Regions from separate parts of the Mus musculus genome. Here all the other regions are linked to region 3. Evidence: chromatin contacts called from public ChIA-PET data. All regions are on one chromosome and are shown on one strand. Each heading gives the region's core, a stretch centred on a gene start, on an enhancer-like site or on the middle of the called end of the contact. The rest is flanking DNA. Distances are from core to core; before and after follow the strand shown. Region 1 holds the start of Casp2 (caspase 2). Region 2 holds the start of Gstk1 (glutathione S-transferase kappa 1). Region 3 has its middle 32 kb from the start of Prss2.

What was found. ChIA-PET counts read pairs in DNA pulled down with a chosen protein or histone mark.
Region 1: an RNA polymerase II ChIA-PET map of memory CD8 T cells shows a contact between it and region 3, with 200 read pairs. The contact joins the promoter of Casp2 here to the enhancer-like site in region 3. A contact is called at or near these places in 10 of 39 promoter capture datasets (the 3T3-L1 cell line, 3T3-L1-derived adipocytes, the C10 cell line and 6 more), 4 of 484 Hi-C or Micro-C datasets (CD4 T cells, embryonic stem cells and regulatory T cells), 16 of 115 datasets of contacts at active chromatin or transcription factors (CD4 single positive thymocytes, DN3 thymocytes, T-cell acute lymphoblastic leukemia and 12 more) and 2 of 9 other capture datasets (adipose tissue and liver).
Region 2: a contact with region 3 is called in an RNA polymerase II ChIA-PET map of memory CD8 T cells, with 59 read pairs. The contact joins the promoter of Gstk1 here to the enhancer-like site in region 3. A contact is called at or near these places in 2 of 39 promoter capture datasets (the 3T3-L1 cell line and cranial neural crest), 2 of 484 Hi-C or Micro-C datasets (CD4 T cells and embryonic stem cells) and 8 of 115 datasets of contacts at active chromatin or transcription factors (T-cell acute lymphoblastic leukemia, large pre-B cells, memory CD8 T cells and 5 more).

Annotation. Positions count from the first base shown.
Region 1 is chr6:42,262,938-42,266,342 of GRCm38.p6, reverse strand. It overlaps Casp2 (caspase 2), which reads right to left and starts at 1,358. Exons shown (of 11, transcript NM_007610.2): 1 at 1,146-1,358. The coding sequence starts at 1,219. Tmem139 (transmembrane protein 139) reads right to left here. Exons shown (of 3, transcript NM_175408.4): 2 at 2,838-3,099; 3 at 1,788-2,615. The coding sequence starts at 3,082. The coding sequence ends at 2,216.
Region 2 is chr6:42,244,573-42,247,962 of GRCm38.p6, reverse strand. Gstk1 (glutathione S-transferase kappa 1) reads right to left here and starts at 2,028. Exons shown (of 8, transcript NM_029555.2): 1 at 1,870-2,028; 2 at 1,332-1,413; 3 at 1,024-1,152; 4 at 379-479; 5 at 194-229. The coding sequence starts at 1,941.
Region 3 is chr6:41,552,338-41,556,020 of GRCm38.p6, reverse strand. It overlaps Tcrb. Among named protein-coding and RNA genes, the nearest start is that of Prss2, 32 kb to the right of the region's middle. Within about 2 kb of position 1,465, at least 89 of the 459 cell types and tissues checked have an H3K27ac peak or open chromatin away from gene starts, as enhancers often do. A contact at or near this core is called in CD4 single positive thymocytes, DN3 thymocytes, T-cell acute lymphoblastic leukemia and 8 more, where this site is marked.

The sequences.
Region 1 (3,405 bases), core at 109-2,608, 710 kb before region 3:
AGGACCTTGGTTAAATTAAAATGAATACAGCAGCTGTTAGCTGGGTTTATCATTAGGTATATAATGAATGGTAGAGCAGAGTTCTTAGGTCATTAGGAAGATCCATTTCTTAAGCGGCTTCATTTCCTCGACTTCCACTCTACTGCTCTCTCCAGTTTCAGTTGGCTAGCCATGTTCCGGTTTCCTGTAGAGGGCACCTGACCTCTCCCCCAACACCTCATTCTCTTTGACAGGACTAGACCAGGAGACCAAACTCATTTTCAGTTTCTGATTCTCTTGCCTCAGGCATCAGGATGCCAGGATTACAGCCTTGTAGCCTTTAAATGCTGGCCCTGCACTAGGACACCCTTGCAAAAAAATAAAGGGGAGGGGGCTTTTCTCTAGACAATTGCATCCTCAGGTACAATTTACTGACTCCAGTTCTAAATCCTCTTATGTCCCAGGCTTGAATTTTTAACGAAGCAGTCGTCACCGTGTTTTATCTGAGGCTCCACCTACTCCGCACACCTGCCACTTCCTTTTATCTCAAACTACCAGGCTTAAAATATGAACTTTCCCGAAGTTTCCAGTCACCTGGAATTTTAGGGCACCCATGAAAAGTGGAATGGAGAAAAAGAACACCGAGAGGTTTCTAACGCTTTGATTCCGTGTCCTGTAAGAGTTCCCGTTTCTATATTAATGTTAGAGGTCTGGACAGGAAACAATAAAATTGTGTCGTCCTGTGCAATGTTTTCATCGAAACTGACGGAGGAGGCGGAGAAACGGGAACCATCTAATCCTCTCAAAGGATTCAAATCCCCCAAACCTGTGTGGAACTCTCTGACAAACATCTATTATATGAGAAAGCAGTGCAGGGCACGAGATAGTCAATCCAAGTCAAATGCGCCCAAGGCCGAGCTGCGAAGTCTCTGGTTTTTAAAGAGAAATGAGTTTAAGTCCTCAGCTAAGAACTGGAAGGAAAAGCCGGAGCATCTCTGGAAAAGGTGAGATGCCGCAGGCGAGAAGTAGCGCGGGACGGACAAGATCGCTCTCATAGACTCCTCTGCGCTGGACAAAGGGAGGCTGCTGCAGCCCCTGTACACGCGGCACCAGGCCAAGAAGCCGCGCCGCTCGCCTGGCCGCCTCCCCTCCTCTGCCCTCCTCACCTGCTCCTCCTGTCAGCCGCCATCAGCCCCTTCCTGTGCAGGGAGGACTGCGACCTCCCGCTCGGCGCCGCCATTTCCAGCTTTTCCCGGGCTGCACACGCACCACCCACAAAACAAACAAACGCTGGGCCGCGCCAGCCCCCGCATCCCTCCCCCAGCCTCCCACCGCGCCGCGCTTGCGCACGGCTCCGCCCGACGCCAGCAAGCCCCACCCACGCCGGGACATGCGCAAGCGCACACTGCTCGCTGAGGCTCGCACAGCCCAATGGGAAGAGAGGAGGCGCTAGAAGGAACGGGAAGGGGCGGGAAAAGAGCGAGGGTTCTCCTACTCGGGGACCTGATTGGCTATCGATTCCCGCGGAAACCGCAGCCCCCTCCCCTGGTTCCTCCGACCCCTCCTGAAGTAACTACAAGAGACCAAAGGGGCTGGGCTTCCCTTGTTATCCTTGTTCGCCTTGAACTTCCAGGGCCAGGATGCAGGGAAGACGGAAAGCACTAGGAGGCGCTCTTCTCCCAGGCTGGGGCAGCTCGTGGTCGCGCTTTTCCTACACAAGTGTCCTCTCATTCTCTTATCTACCAGTTGACAAGGCTATAAAGTAATGCGGATTGCCTGCTTGGTATTGAAAACAGGAGGCACTGGAATTGGAATTTGATTCGAGTTATTTTTATGTTTTTACTAGCATCCCGTTCTTGTGCAAACTATTCAGCTCCCCTCAACCTTAGAAGCTCTCATTATCTTGGTAGGTAATACCCCATCAGGAATCTCAGGGAGACTTGGTGTCTACAATAGAAGAAACACAGCAGTCACTCAGAGGTATCCCTCCAGCTTCTCTTGGTAACTTATCTCTTTCTCATCTTCCACCTTACTCTGGAAATACTGGTCATCAGATAGGTTCCAGAATGTTTCCAGAAGAATCTAGGTGTGCCATTTATCTGTGAACGACATGCCACAGCCCGACTCCCCGCTGCTTTGAAGGCCTCGATTGTGATGTCCGGGTAAAACCAGTTTCTGATCCAATAGACACTAGGAAATGCTGGGCAAATGAGTGCACAGGTTCTGAGGGCACCACTTAGGGAAGTATCCATTTATCTTCATAGAAAACACTGTCATCATCAGCATGAGCAAAACTGATTTCATAGGCAGGAGGTGGAGTACTAGGCTCCAGTTTGGGGGCCACTCTCATGCTTTGCAGATCAGGAGCAGTGGCCACAACTCGTGGACCCCTAAGTCGAAGAATTCTTCCAGGGTTTCCTCTGGCAGTCATTGTCCCCTCTGAGCCCACTCGCCTTTTCAGACTGCCTGTGCTGGGACTGTCTGGTTGGCTAGGCTGTGCCCCCTCAACTCCTGGGGATATTATGATACTGCTGTAAGGGGGTGGTTGCTCCAGCTCTTGGAGGTGGCTCTGTGGTTGTGAATCCATCACCTCTACAGCCTGTTCATAGGTTGGCACCTCAAAAGCTCCATTGTCTCTGTGGGAGAAGAAATATGGTCGTTAGTGGGTACCTGAAAGAAGACCCCCTTTTTCTGTTCCACCATTCTTGCAAAAGACCTCTCTATTGTCTGCTGACCATTGCTCTTAATGATACCAGTGACAGAGGAAAGCAGAGTCTATGCTTAAGAAAGGATGGGCACAGAGGGAACGAGGGCCTTGCGTGTCTTCCCGTCATCCTGCCCATCTCCCATCGACTCACTGCGCTTGGCCTGAGGCCTCTGGATTCTCAGTCTGCCTGGAGCTTGGCATCGATCGGGAGCATCGTTCCATAACACAGGCCAGGAGGCAAGCAACAAAGCAAAAGCCAGCCAAGCAGAGGAAGAAGTAAGCAACAGGGGCGACATCAGACTGTATGACCAGTAAAGCCAGCCCCAGGAGGAGGGAGGCACTGCTCAGGAAGAGAAATGGCTGCTTCAGTTTCCCCAACAACTGTCTTGGCACCATGGCCCCTCCCAGGGCACCTGCAGAAAGACACACAGTTGTGTGTTAGCTAGTGATCAGCACTGCAGTAGTGCCAGACCCCAAAGTAAAAGTATTATGCTCTTCTATTTGGATTCCCAGTGTTCAATTCAGTCTGAAACAAATGATCTTCAGGGCCTCTGGCAGCTCCATTATTGTCTCCTATTATTATAGGTTATTGCTTTGGAAAGCTGGGAAATTAGTTCAGTTCTGATTCTCAACTCGCAGATGAACAGATGAACGTAGTGTTTCATAGCGCTGCCTGCATTCTTTGCTCTCTCTCTCTCTTCCCTGAAGTCTCTGTTTTA
Region 2 (3,390 bases), core at 779-3,278, 690 kb before region 3:
AGCAGACTAAGTATGAACTGCGCTTAAGTACGAGCTACAACCATAGCCCACAGAACATTCTTCAAAGAATCCTCTTCATCCCAACTTTATAGTAACCTGTCCCCTCAGACACTAACTTTCTCAATCGTTAAGAACCCTTCTTTGTTCTCAGATTCCCTGTGACAATAGTAGGGAGTCCAGTCTAGACACTCACAGCCAGAATGCTCTGATACTCCGTGATATCTTCATCCTAAGAAGAAGAGAACATTTAGCCAGAAGGAAATAGCAAAGAGACCGGTATGACAGCAGGATCCTATTTCTGGAAATTGCCCCGGGCAAGGTCAGAATCTCATCTAGCTCCCCGTCCCCTCCCTCCAGGATTCAGAGTTTAGCCCTTACTCGAGACCATACACGCATCCATATCTCTCTGGACACCTTCTCCAGCATCTCTGGTTGCTCCATGCTTACAGTGGTGAGGAAGCGCATGGCATTTATACTTCCTGTGGGGGCAGAGGCATGTAGAGCTAAGATTCCTATTCCTTTTGTCCTGATGGAGGACCGTGTCATCCTTCCTTCAGACACGCCCCCAAGCTCATCCTTCCTTCAGACACGCCCCCAAGCTCATCCTTCCTTCAGACACGCCTCCAAGCTCATCCTTCCTTCAGACACGCCCCCAAGCTCATCCTTCTTTCAGACACTCCCCCAAGCTCCGTCACCTGCAGTCTTTAATTCCAGTTTCTCATAATGGATTTACTCTATGCAGTTCTTGCTTCTCCCATCCCTCTCTTTTGGCTAGCTGATGCTGGGTTCCCCACACAAGCATGTTTTATTTCTTGATATCCTATGAAAGCCTCAGCTGGACTGCTCTCCACTACATTCCCCAGTGTTTCTGACCCTCTTCACTTATTTATTTCTGTTTCCTCTGAAACTGGAGTTATAGGTGGTTGTGACCCACCATTGTGGGTGCTGGGAATTAAATTAGGTCCTCTGGAAGAGCAGCCGGTGCTCTTAACTGCCGAGTCTTCTCTTCATCCTCCTCCTCACCTTTCTTCACAGTCTCACCAAAGAAATCCTTGGGTATGTTGAGGGGAACCTGGAAGAACTGCTTCAGGAGAGGAATCTCTTTGAAGATGTACTGGCCTTTTCGGGGAACCATAGCAGGTGGTTGGTTTCCTGGCAGTGGAGAGTTAAGACAACTGGTGAGAGAGGACATGAGGGTCTACTGGAACCTCTCCAGTAGAAAGCAAACTACTAGTTTAGGCTGAGGTCTGCATACTCAGTGCAGGACAGGCCCCTCAGGCCACAGAAAGCAACCCTCCTTGCCCAGAGAGGTGGAGCTTCTTCATGCTTACCGCTGTCTTTCATGATCCCAGCGATTAAAGTGGGCCGCAACTGCAGCTTTATATTCCAGAGGTGTTGGTATCTGCATAGGACCTACAAGTGCAGAGATAAGAAGGGGAGCTTGTGTGGCATTTGAGGGCTGTCTTCTGCCTCTAAGTGCTGGACAGAGATGGGGACTTCACACTGAACTGGTTGGTTTAATAGGACAAAACTCTCAGTTCTTTGAAATAGATACCAGAATGCTTACTCCAGTGTACGGTTTTCATCCCGTAGAGCATCCTAGCGCCCCTGATCCCCCTCCCCGAACTTGACCTAGCTTCATTGGAGTTGCCTCTGTTCTTTCTAGGGTCTGTGGAAAGAGAATATTTGACCTTAGGATCAGGACCCTACTTGGCGGAGTCTCGGTCCGTTTAAAGGCACAAAGTGAACTTGAACCTGAACCCTGTGCTAACCCTGAGGGCATCCACTGGAATTTCTGCAGCCCGGTGATCAGTGCCCCACTGTGCACTCGCCTCGCAGACCACAACCCGGGCGGCTCCCCCGTGTCACCTCAAAGCCCAGCCAGGAGTACGGGGACAGCACGTCGTAGAAGAGTTCCAGGATGCGCGGCGCCGGCCCCATTCTACAGTGGTGAGAGAAAGTGAACTTGAAGCCTTGGGCTGCCGAAGAGCTTTAGGTAGCTGAAGAGCAAGCAGCCAATCGTAGTCCGCGAATTGCAGGCGGGTCTGCTAAGGGCCCTAGTGCGCAGTCTCCGGGAGAGGCCCCGCCCTATAGGGCTGGCCCAGGGGTGTACACGGGTAGACCAAGAGCGGATGAGGAAGGCGGAGTCTGAGATAAAGGGGAAGGTCAGATCCAGAGAAGGATCTCAAGTGTGTGCAGCCAGCTCTAGAACTTTGTCCCTCAAGCAAGAAGGCAATACACAAGGATCCAAATTTGCGTTGGATGACGTTTAAAGACCGGCAATATGGAAGTTCCGAATTGCATCTTTTATTGTATTCACTTTCTCAGAGATAAGAACAATGTTTAGAATGAATTTGACAGTTGACATAGTGGTCTTTTAAAAAATCTTCATTCTATACATTACAGCACACCCAGGGGATGCCTGAAACTGTAGATGAAACTCTACATATTATGTTTTTTTTCTACACACAGTAAATTATAACTTATAAATTAGGCACATTAGTGATGAATGCTAGAAGAACCATAACATGCCACACTAAAATTTGTGCCTTATTATAATAAAAATGTTACTTGAACATAAGTATTTCATCAGTACAGCACTTGATCTGATAACGGAGGTGGTCACAGAAATGGAGGTAGGTAATATATACAGTGTGGACACACTAAACAAAAGGATGACTTACATCCCAAGAGGGAAGGCACAGGACTTCATCTGCTACTAGTATTATTCATTTATTTAGGGTTTTTGGGGGAGTGGGGTGGGGTCTTGATATGTTGCTTTGTATATCCTGGAACCATATACTATTGTTATCATTTATTATTAAAAGTTTTGGTATTATAGATGATATGGGGGGAAAAACAAAAATATATTCCCTTTTCGTCTGTGGAGGGGGTTTAGTGGGTCAATGGTGCAACTGTGTTGACCTGATTTTTGATCTTCAGAGTACACATGATGCTGTGTTTAGTAGCATTAATCTGTAATCCCAGTGTTCCTACTATGAGATAGGAGGTAGAGACAAGAGAGTCCTTGGAAGCTCCCTGGCCACTTATCTTAGCATACATAATACTGCTGTATATTCAGAACCTTGATTAAACAAGGTGGACAACAAGGAAAGACCTCCTCATGTGGGGTGCCCACATTGTAATATTCAAACATACGCACATCACATACTGACAGGTTAAAAATGTACTTACTTTTATTTTCTTACACCATTATATTGCTGAGAGTAATAGCTAGTGTTAAAAGAAAGCTTTAGACAACTTAGAGTACCTTTAGCAAAGAACACTTCAGACATTAGGTAGCATCAGGAGAGGTTCAAAGAGTGCCACTCTGCAATGTGGGCGTTTAATATTTACAGACAGAAAAAGTGATTAAGGCTCAGAAATAAC
Region 3 (3,683 bases), core at 216-2,715:
TGGCAAACCGATGCCAATTTTCTCATGTGCTGTCTGCTCTGAATTCATCCTAGAACATTCCTGTTGGAACTCTGTGCAATCTCAGGGTCTGTCTTCAAGGAGAAACACTGTGTGTGTGTGTGTGTGTGTGTGTGTGTGTGTGTGTGTGTACATTAAAAGGAGAAACGATTTTTAGCTAGATTTAATACAATTAAGTTCCAAATGAGAGGATTGTTTGAATAGAAACACAGAAATCTCAGCGTCTTTAAAGTCTTGGAAACAGCAAATGAGAAAAAGAAAATCCTAGTGATGGCTAAGGATAATGTAGCACACAAGAAGAGGCTGTTTAAGGAGAGTCCTGAAAACCATGTATACACACTAGAGCAAGTCATTATCCTGCATTTAGTTATCTGCCTCTATTTATGCATAAAGATTCTGCTGCCATAACTGTTTCAATTGTACCCAAAGGTCAAAACCTCAGTCATTATAACTAGGGAAAACAGGAAAACACTTCAGGATGGCATATCCTAATAGTAGGTGCTACCTGCTGCCAACATCAATGTCATGGTTCCTGGTTAAATGTGGCTTCTTTTCTAGGAGATCTGTAAGGATGCTGATTTTGACTTTGACTTTATAAATGTGTCACAATAACTATCCCTAAGGATATCATTGCCTGATTTTCACACACAGGCTGCTGAGGACCACAGAAGTTAGAGAAACTCCCCTCAAGGATCTAAGCCATAATGGGATTGACTGGGGCCCCTTGACTGCTTCTAGAAGGTAGAAAAAGGCCCAGCCTTAGGAAGGCTGGGCTACTTCATATGATTTTTTAAAGATTATATGATTTAGTTGAGTGTGTGATGGATAGAGCAGGATTGGCTTGTATATTTTGCGAGTTCCCACTTCCTCATTTGAGAGTTTCTGGAGGTCTGGTTTTCCATTCTTTCCTGTGTTGTGTGTAGACGTTTCCCTCATCTTACCCACATGAGGCAGGAAATACAAAGCACATTCACTTTACAGCCCTTACTCACAGAGGATACACCCCAGCGAAAGCCAGCCAATGAATGCAGGACAGACAGACCATCTATTTTTCATTCGGTTTATTATTTAGACTCTGTTCCTGTGACTCATTACATGAATGGGCTCTCATTACATTAGTTGAAGGAAATGGAGGATACTTGTGAAGAGAGGGTGACTGGAGTTGGGGTTAAGTGGAAAGAGAAGTGGGAAGAGCGGTGATGTGGGAGCCATGGGAACCCTAATGAGGTCAGAGCTGTTATTGCACCTGTCTCCATGGTGCATACTGAAGGCTTCTGTTTCCTGTGTGACTTCTAACAGATGTAAGATAGTTTAGATGGGGGGCTTGAGATGAGATATATGGGTTCCCCTTTAGAGACCCTCCTCTTGGTTGTTCTCACTGTCACGGTGATAGCTAGAGGCTGAGGTAGAAAGGGCTGCATGAGAAGGGTTTGAAGACAGGATGTGGCAAGTGTGGTTCCCAAAATGCTCAGAATGTGAGTGAGTGGGGGAGCATTCACAGGCACCCCAGATGTAGGACCTGGTAAATGTCAAACCACATCCTGTTGTGACTCCTGGAGATGGAGCTATGGCAGGTGGCCATTCTTACTTGGTGCTGATGTTACTTACAGATAAACAGCCAGACCTGGGGTGAGATGCTTCCACCCCTTCCCCCATTGTCTTCAGGAACCGAAAAGTCCCAGGAATGCATCTCTTCACTTGCTGATGTTTGATGAAAAACAGTTCTTCTTAAGATTATTTTTTTTATCATGTTCCTATATCTCTTTGCTGGAATCGGTCAGGGAAACAAGTATTAAGGGTCCTACTGTGCCTGGTTAACTATGGGACTCAAGATCAGCACTGTCCCTTTGCAGGTCAGATGCCTTGTAAGATATATCACAATGTGTGTGTCTGGAGCTGGGAAGGACTTAGATTTCCCCACTTACCATTCTGTCAGTGCTACAAGGCCTGCAGAATTTTCATCAACAAACCACTAAGTAGGGTCTGAGGCTCCTTATGGAGCACCTTGGTTCACAGGAATTGAAGGGATCTGGAAAGCTGGAGATGGTAAATGCATTCTGCAGCTGGGGAGAGAGGAGGGGGAAGAACTGATTCTCTGAGTTTTAGCAGATCCTGGACTCCAGGCAGAGTTTGGAGAACATGTGCTCCATATCGAGCTGAGATCTTGCTGTGATTTTGTGAATCACTTGTATAAGATTAAATAAGGCGACATGATCCCATCTGAGAGAGTGTGAGGATAGAGGGATAAATATAATGGACTACAGAATTAGAATCTTGTTGAGACTTGGTAAGTTTGGAAGAAGCACTAAAGAAATAAATGCAAGAGAACCGAAGTACATTTTGGTCTCCTGCACATCCTCACAGATAGAAAAGCAACAATTTGCACACACAGAGGGGGTACATGGCTCAGATGCAGCACATGTGTGAAAGAACTAGAGTTTTGAGTCCCAAGTGATCTCTGAGTCAACGGCAGGATGTAGACATACAAAGGTAAAAAGTCGCCCCACCCAAATGATACCTAACACATCAAAAACAAGGGGTATAACTAACTCCCTCTTTACTCTATGTAGGTCAGAACCCACCTGGTGCTGAGTTTTTTTTTTTTCTGAATACAGTGCTTTCAGAATGATAGAAGGATAAAAGTGAGCTGAAATGTTTTTATAAGAAAGTAACTGATCCACTAGGAGAAAGAAATGCTCAGAACTGTACATTTGAGGGAATGAGAGAGAGAGAGAGAGAGAGAGAGAGAGAGAGAGAGAGAGAGAGAGAGAGGGAGGGAGAGAGAGAGAGAGAGAGAGAGAGAGAGAGAGAGAGAGAGAGAGAGAGAGAGAGAGAACTGGAAGTGAAGTGTTGAGCCAGGAAAATATATTTAAGTGAACATAAATTACAGTGCTTGATAGTTATTACCCTGTGCTAAGAACTGTAGATATTGTGTGGATTGATTAAGCCATGTGATTGAGTCCATTTAACACAAGGGGAGGCCAAGTCTTTGGTGGCCACTTGCTTAAATCATATAGCTGGGGAAACATAGAAATGAAGCCCAAATCCAGACTTTTTGGCTTTCAAGTCTATGTTTATTGCAGGCGTGGTTCTTAAAGTGAAGATTATTCTTCCTTGTAGGTTTAAGTAATGGTCTTTACAAGCTCCAACTGCTTCTGAGGCTCTCTTAGGGGAACAGAATTATAAGCTGAGAAAGATATGCATGGTAAAAAATTATAGATACTCAAATAGTCAGCAAATGTTCATAGAGCGGCCCAATGGATAAAGGGCTTATTCAGACAACTAAGAACTCTTTGGGGACAGTTAAAACTACTTGCGAAGAAAAGGAGGATTCAATGCTATGTTGTTGTTGTTCTTTAACACGTACATGGTTTGTGATACCAGGTCTCATGAAGATCAATTCATTGTATAGTGAATGTGTAGGGCTGTAGTTGTTAAGAAGTCCTAAAACTTGGACTCAATGTTACTGTTTCCAAAGTCTTCACTTATATCAGCGATGGTTATAACAAGATGGGTGGCTCCGCTTTTGGCATGGTTTCCCTATCAAGGCACTCTTACATTCATAGATGAGAGCTGAAATCAATTTCCTAAAAACCTGATGAAATGTTGGAAGCAGACATAATCGTTGGCCCTTTTCAGTTCCCTTCGATGACCAGCAGGTAGTG